Regions from separate parts of the Mus musculus genome. Here region 1 is linked to region 2. A link is a contact called in public Hi-C data. All regions are on one chromosome and are shown on one strand. The core of a region is the stretch at or near the end of the contact, and the rest is flanking DNA. Distances in the headings are between cores, read along the strand shown. Region 1 has its middle 15 kb from the start of Gm46411. Region 2 overlaps Gm40915 (a long non-coding RNA gene).

Region 1 (3,673 bases), core at 473-2,972, 160 kb after region 2:
AATACAGGCATACCTCATTCTATGCTTGGTAGATACTGTTTTATGGAGGGTTTGTCCAACTCTGAATCAAACAAGTCCATTTTTCAACAGCTCAGATAACTGTTAGCAAGTTTTAGCCATAAAATAGATGTATGGCCTGGTAGTGGTGCATGCCCTTAGAGCCCCCCAAACAGGAAGGACTACGCAGAGAAACTCTCTCTCTCTCTCTCTCTCTCTCTCTCTCTCTCTGTGTGTGTGTGTGTGTGTGTGTGTATGTGTGTGTGTGTGTGACATGATGTTGCATACTTAATAGACTCCAGCACATTAAACATAGCCGAATGTGCAGAGGGAAACCCAAGGAATTCTGTGTGGCTCACTTTTTTATTCTGCTCATGTTATTGCAGTGGTCTGGAGTGGGCCCTGGTAGGCTATAGGAGATCAAAGTTAGATTTGGAGGAGATCAGCCTTGGGTGGCAGTAGGAGTTGAAGGACCATGAGTGGTGATGGCAGGGACCCAAGGGGACAATACTTTTGTTAAAGGAAACAGGAGTGGGGATGTAACTCACTGGGGTACTTGCTTAGAGTATGCAAGACCCTCACAAAATGATTTTTATAAAGATAAAAGAGGGGCTGGAGAAATGGCTCCTTGGCTAAGAGTGCTTCCTGCTCTCAGAGGACCTGGGTATGGGTCCCAGCATCCATACTGGGTAGCATACAACTGTGCATAATTTCAGCCCCAGGGGATCTGATACTCTCTTCTGGCCTCCACAGGCAACCCCCCCCCCACACACACACACATGCACACACATAAATAATATTAAAACAGAAAATGACTGTCTTTTATGGAAGGTTATGGGCAGGACTCAAAAGTCACGGTACCTGATGCTGTATCTCCAGATGCTTTGAGTGGTAGGATGATCCACAGGAAGCCTGCGTTCGAGGCAAACTGACAAATGTTCTTTTGAGAAAGTTGTGTCCGAGGTCATGTTAGAACCTGGGTGTAAGCGATTTAGGGGAATGGGTGACTCACGGGCCTGTGCATCACTCACTGGAAGTAATGGCACGTCCCAGGTGTAACCAAGCACCTGAGTTCGAACCAGTTGGCAGAAGACCAGTGTTAGGGGAGCGTTCTCAGTTAAAATGTGCCTCAGTACAATCTGGAAAATCTCCCTCCTCATAGACCACAAATTAGTCATTTCTGGGGCTTTTTCGCAGAGCCCAAATGATGGCTCAGCACTGTTCTAACCAAAGTGCTTGAGCTCAGTGGCTTCTAACCTGCCTCATCAGATTAAGGAGCCCCACCCCTTGGTGCAGCATCAAATCATCCCAAGATCAGCAGTCCATGCTTTCAGATGCCCTTTTAGGACATCCTGGTGTGGGTCCCTTGGAATAACTTCCATCTTTGCCAGTTTACGGTACAGCTGGAGATATCCCCAAGGGTCTTGTGACTCTCCTAAGGAGACCAAGAAAGTTCTAGCTTTCCATGCGTACATCTCAAACGTGTCCTCCGTTTGGGCATTGAATGGACAGCCCGTGACAGACAGCGCTCAGAGTTGTTTTTATCCCAGTGACCTGCCGCCTTCCAAATTTAGCAGTGGTCTGGAAGAGAGGATGGGATGTGTGCCTCAAGACCTCTGTCCGGCTGAGTTGGAAGGAGGTGGCGTTTCTGAGTCCGGTGTGGTAGGGAGTGACTCAAACTGTGTACATGGAAGCCGGTGGGAATGATGCAATAGCCCAGCTTGGGCAGACCACTTCCTGTACCCTTGGATTCACAGACCTAGGGTGTGGCAATTGGCAGTATCCTCGGGAGTAGACTGTTTGGCTGATGTCTCAAGGCAGCTCTGTCTGTCTAAGGTGAGGTGAGGCAAGCCACAGGCTGTAAGCACCAGCTTAAAGGCAGAGATACATTGCCAGAAGTTTGGAGAAAGATTCTAAAAGGCGATGGCCGTGGGTGTGAGAAATAACCTCCTACAGACAAGTCTATTTCTTATTGTCACAAAAGAAATGTGTGCTCTGCTGAACACCAGTCAGACATTTTGTCACAGCTAACTTTCAATCAGGCCAGTAGCCATTATCCAACTACAAACTGATCGCTGGCTCTTCTTTTGTTTATACAGTATAAAGAGAACAGCTCTGGTGTCTACAGTGTGGCATGCCTGGTGAGGGAGCAGACGAAAGCTCCTGTTTAAAACAGACAGTGAGGGTTGTAAGTGGCAGAATTGTCACCTCACACTCCACCCTGCTCTGTGTATGTAGGGCTTTGCTGTGTGCACATGAGTCTGGGTACCCGTGGAGGCTAGAGATATCAGGTCCCCTGGAGCTAGAGTTACAGGTAGTTATGAGCCGAATGGATCTCTGCTTCTCTGGGAGACCAGTAAGCACTCTTAACCACTAATCGATCTCTCCAGCCCAATAGCACATTTTTAAATGCCAGACTATTTTCATAATTACTTACTGTTTTCCCATAGCCGCAATCCATGATGCCCACAAAACAGATTCGAAGGCCATCCTTCCAACAGGTCAGCTTCAGGTCTAAAGAAGTTTTTGGTTTGTATTTCTCCAAAGGAGAAATGCCCTCCCACAGCTGTGGTAGCTGGCGGCGTGTATAGTTTATTCCATGCCTGTCCACCTCAATGTACTGCTGGACTTACGAAACTCATGGAATTGGCTGATTTTACTCAAAACTGCCTTTTGTTTATCAGCCTTAAAAAGATGTGTTAAAACCAGTTTGGCAGCTTTTTAAACCTAGCATGTTAGAAGGCCCAGAGAAGAGAATTTTTGAACAATATCAGTGTTGGAACTAAAACAGAACACTTCAAATAATATCTGCCGTATTCACGTCTCTAAATTCAGAGGACTCCACTTTACAAAGCCAGGATTTCCTGATGAGTTTGGATTAGCAATAGATTTTCTCTCTTTCTTTCTTCTTTTCTTTTTTCTTTTCTTTCTCTCTTTCTCTCTCTCTCTCTCTCTCTCTCTCTCTCTTTCTCTCTTTCTCTCTTTCTTTCTTTCTTTCTTTCTTTCTTTCTTTCTTTCTTTCTTTCTTTCTTTCTTTCTTTCTTTCTTTCTTTCTGATAGCATCCAAATCAGGCATAGATAATATACAGTGTCACCAAGAGCTTGGGACCAAGAGCTTTGGTGGGGATGTGTACCTGCATCCTCACAATCCTGGTTCCTTTCTACCCAAGTTTGACTTAGTAGAACCAGTTTAGAAACAGATGTAGCATCTCTTTCTAAATCCTCTATACTATAATAGTGTAGAAACATAGGACTTCAGATGGGTTTCATTCCTCCCAGCCATCTCTCAACTTGAAATTATCTCATTTATATGGTTACCTTGAACATTGGCTCCTCCTACCTCTGCCTCCTGAGTGCTAGGGTCAGAAGTGTGTACCAAAATATTGGGGAGCTGCAGAGCTGGGCATTGTTTGAAAGACATATGATATGATAGACATGTGATAGACAAGCACTCTGCCAACTGAGCTATATGTAAGGACAGAAGGCATAAACAGCTTTTTAAAGGACTAACTTGGGAGTCTCTGTTATTATGTGTAGTGTGTATGTGTGTGTCTCACACACACACACATATATGTATACATTTATATGTATATGCATATACATTTGTGTAAGTGTGTCCATGTATGTATACCTATACATTTAGTGGTGCTAGGTGTGAAACCAGGGATTTCACAGA
Region 2 (3,654 bases), core at 495-2,994:
AAATAATTTTCTTGGAATAGAAAAAAAAATAAGGCTCAAATGTATGTAAAATTTTAAAGTGAACAATAATATAATGAATTTTAAAATAGAGAGGGGAAAGTGAAATTCAAAAGTGAGTGAGTGGGGTGCTTGATACAGCTTAGTGGGTAGAAAGGCTTTGCAGGCAAGCCTGAGAACACGAGTTCGATTCCCGGTCCGGGTGCCCACATAGTAGAAGGTGAGAACTGGTCCCTACAGGTTGCCCTCTGTCCTTCTCACATGCACGAGTCATATACACACATGCAATGAATGAATAAATGTGATTTTAAAAGATTAAAAATGAGCAAATAAAAATAAAATGCACATGGGCCTAGGCCGATGGTTCGGACGGTAAACCGTTTCCTCCTAAGCATGAAGACCCAGATTTGATCCCCAGCACCCACATCAAATCAAAGCTGAGCATGGGGCCTGAAGAAAGGGCTCTGAGGTTAGAGAGCCTGCTGCTCTTCCAGAGGACCTGAGTTCAGTTCCCAAAACCCACGCCAGAGGCCTCACTACCGCCTGTAACTCCGGCTTCAGTGGATCCAAGGCTGCCTTCTGGCATCTGTGGACACTATGAGAGACACAAGAGAGACACTCGAAAGTAAAAAAAAGAAACCTTAAAAATAAAAATAAAACGGGTATTACTCTATGCACCTGTGATTCCAGTGCATTGCACAAGGAGAGGGGTGTAGCCTGCAGCTCACTGGCCGGCCATTCTGATCAGTAGAGTCAGGGAGACCCTGGATCCAGGGAAGAGCTTATATCTAAACACAAGGGAAGCAGCCAGGCATACTGGTTTACGCCTGTAACCCCAGCACTTGGGAAGCACCTGCAGGCAGATCTCTGAATTCTAGACCAGCCTGCTTCATACAGCAAGTTCCAAGCCAGCCAAAGCTCCATAGCAAGACCCCGTGTTAAAACACAAAAACAAATAAACACAACAACAACAAAACCTAAAACAAAAACAAAAAAATCAAGGTAAGCAACTCTTGAGGTGTAGGTGTGACAGGACACCTGGGGTTGTCCTCTGACTTTCACGTGTGCAATCACACAAATGCACAATTCAAGGGAGCTGAACTATAGATGCAGTCAGCCTAGGTACCTGCTGATGGATGAATGGATAGAGAGTGTCACACACACACAACATACACTCACTCATGCACACTCACATATACATACAACATACATTCGCTCATTCACATACTCACACAACACATACACACACAACACACACACACACGCACGTGCACACACACACACACACATACACACACACACAAATACTGCTTTTTTTAAAGACAGCTTCCTCTGTGGCCTAGGCTGGCTTCAAATGCCTCCTCCTCTTCCTCCTCCTCCTCTTCCTCCTCCTCTTCTTCCCCCTCTTCCTCTTCCTCTTCCTCCTCTTCCTCTTCCTCCTCCTCCTCTTCCTCCTCCTCCTCCTTCTTCTCCTCCTCCTCCTTCTCTTCCTCCCTGTCCCCTGATGCCAGGATTTCAGGTTAGGATCACCATGTTTGGCCTAAAACTTTAAGTTTTGTTTTGTTTTGTTTTGTTTTGTTTTGTTTTGTTTTGTTTTGTTTTGTTTTTTTCTTTCATCGGCCCTCTAGTGTGCAGCTGCCCTAGCAGGAAGAAGGGTGGCAGGAAGGGGTGGCTCTGTGACAGCCTGGCCTCCGAAAGTGGCGGCTTCTCAGTGGTTTTAAAGGTCACTTGCTGACCTGACCGTTGCTGAGACTGAGGAAACACACACAGGAAGTGTTATGCAAGTGAGCAGAGAGACTCACAGGCTCCTGCCAGGAGGTCTGAGCCGATGCTTCGTGCTTTGTGCCACCCTGTACAGGTTCCCACCTCAGGAGCCCTCCAGTACCACAGCTGTGGCCACAGCCTGGCCGGATGACAGACAGTCCTGTGTGTGTCCCCCCCCACACTGAGCTGACAGCTGAGGACTGGACAGGATGGCACCAGTCTCCACCAGCTAGGGACTTTTCAGAGCAGGTATCATGAGAGCTACTAGAGGACTTGTGACTTTTGTCCCACAGTCAAACTTCAGGATTGCACAAACCACCAGCCTGGAGTGACCTTGCCTTGTGGGGAAGCAAGAGGAGCCCAGGCTCCCACGCAGACAGTAAGTCCACAAGGGTACAGAGTACCAGCGCTCTGAGAGCTTAAAATACACCCACAGGAGGAGTGAGGCCGGCTGGCTGCTCACCTTGGATCTGCACAGCACAGAACAAAGGGAGCCCTGCCTTCGTGACAGACAAATCCAACCCCAAAGTCCCTTTTCACACACATAGCCCTCATTGGCCAATGGCTCTTTGGCCTTCCCCTCTTCTTCCTCTTCCTCCTCCTCTTCCCCCTCCTTTTCCTCCAGGCTGACAAGCAGACAGACCCAAGGTCACCCCATGTCTATACTAGCCTGACAGCCAGATGGCCTCCTTCATCACCCAGCCTTCTCTGCAGGCTACATCCCAGATAGGCTGGGAGCTGACCCAGCATCTTAGAAAATTCGAAAATTTACCCTTTCCTCTCCCTACCCCCACCCCGCCGCCAGCAAACCCAGGTCACTCCAGTTCTAATCTCCTACTCGCTTCTGCTGAGTCTGCACTGGTTTGGGACTAGATGGACCAAGCCCTGAGCTCTTTCTGCAATATTCCACATTTGACCACAGTAGGTCACCATGTGCTATAGAGGTGGCAGGGCCTAGCCTGGTTTCTATATCATTAAAAAGAGTTGCAGATGCCTTCCACTGGCTTTTGGTAACTCATCCAAAATCAGGAAACAGGAAGAAAACTGAGCTCCTGGAACTGTGGCCCCTCCCTCTCTTCCACCTGGATTATATGTTTCCTGTTCGTACATAGAAACTTCCAGAATGGTCAACATGGTGATGGGTGAGCCGGGCGTGGTGGCGCACGCCTTTAATCCCAGCACTTGGGAGGCAGAGGCAGGCGGATTTCTGAGTTCCAGGCCAGCCTGGTCTACAAAGTTAGTTCCAGGACAGCCAGGGCTATACAGAGAAACCCTGTCTCGAAAAACCAAAAAAAAACCAAAAAACAAAAAAAGATGGTGATGGGTGATGGGAACCGGTTTGACCATCAGCAAAGCTGGAGTGGTATTGGATGGGACGGTTTCAAAGTCACCAGGCTGACCTCAGAGCATCAAAGTGTGATCTTTTGACAGTGCAGGCTGATACTTTGCAGATAGTGCACGGTGGGCACGCTTTGTGAAAGTACTCTAGCCAGCATACTCCTGCTAAGTCAGCCAGGACACTACATGAGAAAGACGTAGCCCAAGGCCAGCACGCAGCTGCTGTGTGAGGACAGGAGTGACAGGGTACCATTCTGGGCATCTAAATATAATAGGCAATAAGCTTGAGTCACTCAGACTTAGACTTTATGAGCCAGCCATGCTTTGATGGCATACCAGGTCACAAACAGTTCTCTTCCTTGGGCTACACAGGCCCATCCTCTTGTTAGGTCCTCTCACACTCCCTCTTCCATCACATAAAACAGGATGATAAACCTGAACCATGATGACTAGAGATAGCAGATAGCAGCTACCTGAAGGAGACCCTGGACCAGGGCAGATATAACTATGGTGGCCTCAAGCCAAAAAATCACTCACAGAGCCAGACAGAGCCAG

The links. Hi-C and Micro-C count contacts between places; a contact is called where the count stands out from the background.
Region 1: a contact with region 2 is called in a Hi-C map of muscle stem cells, with 2.0 times the contacts expected there. The contact joins two enhancer-like sites. A contact is called at or near these places in 10 of 39 promoter capture datasets (the 3T3-L1 cell line, 3T3-L1-derived adipocytes, the C10 cell line and 5 more), 6 of 484 Hi-C or Micro-C datasets (bone marrow-derived macrophages, granulocyte-monocyte progenitors, liver and 3 more), 7 of 115 datasets of contacts at active chromatin or transcription factors (acute myeloid leukemia, bone marrow-derived macrophages, double positive thymocytes and 3 more) and 1 of 9 other capture datasets (liver).

What each region holds. Positions count from the first base shown.
Region 1 is chr13:37,782,714-37,786,386 of GRCm38.p6, forward strand. It overlaps a transcript of Rreb1 not described here. Among named protein-coding and RNA genes, the nearest start is that of Gm46411, 15 kb to the right of the region's middle. Within about 2 kb of position 1,723, at least 82 of the 459 cell types and tissues checked have an H3K27ac peak or open chromatin away from gene starts, as enhancers often do. A contact at or near this core is called in acute myeloid leukemia, bone marrow-derived macrophages, granulocyte-monocyte progenitors and 1 more, where this site is marked.
Region 2 is chr13:37,618,202-37,621,855 of GRCm38.p6, forward strand. The region is part of intron 3 of Gm40915 (a long non-coding RNA gene); the gene reads right to left. Among named protein-coding and RNA genes, the nearest start is that of Gm40915, 7.5 kb to the right of the region's middle. Within about 2 kb of position 1,745, at least 179 of the 459 cell types and tissues checked have an H3K27ac peak or open chromatin away from gene starts, as enhancers often do. A contact at or near this core is called in acute myeloid leukemia, bone marrow-derived macrophages, granulocyte-monocyte progenitors and 1 more, where this site is marked.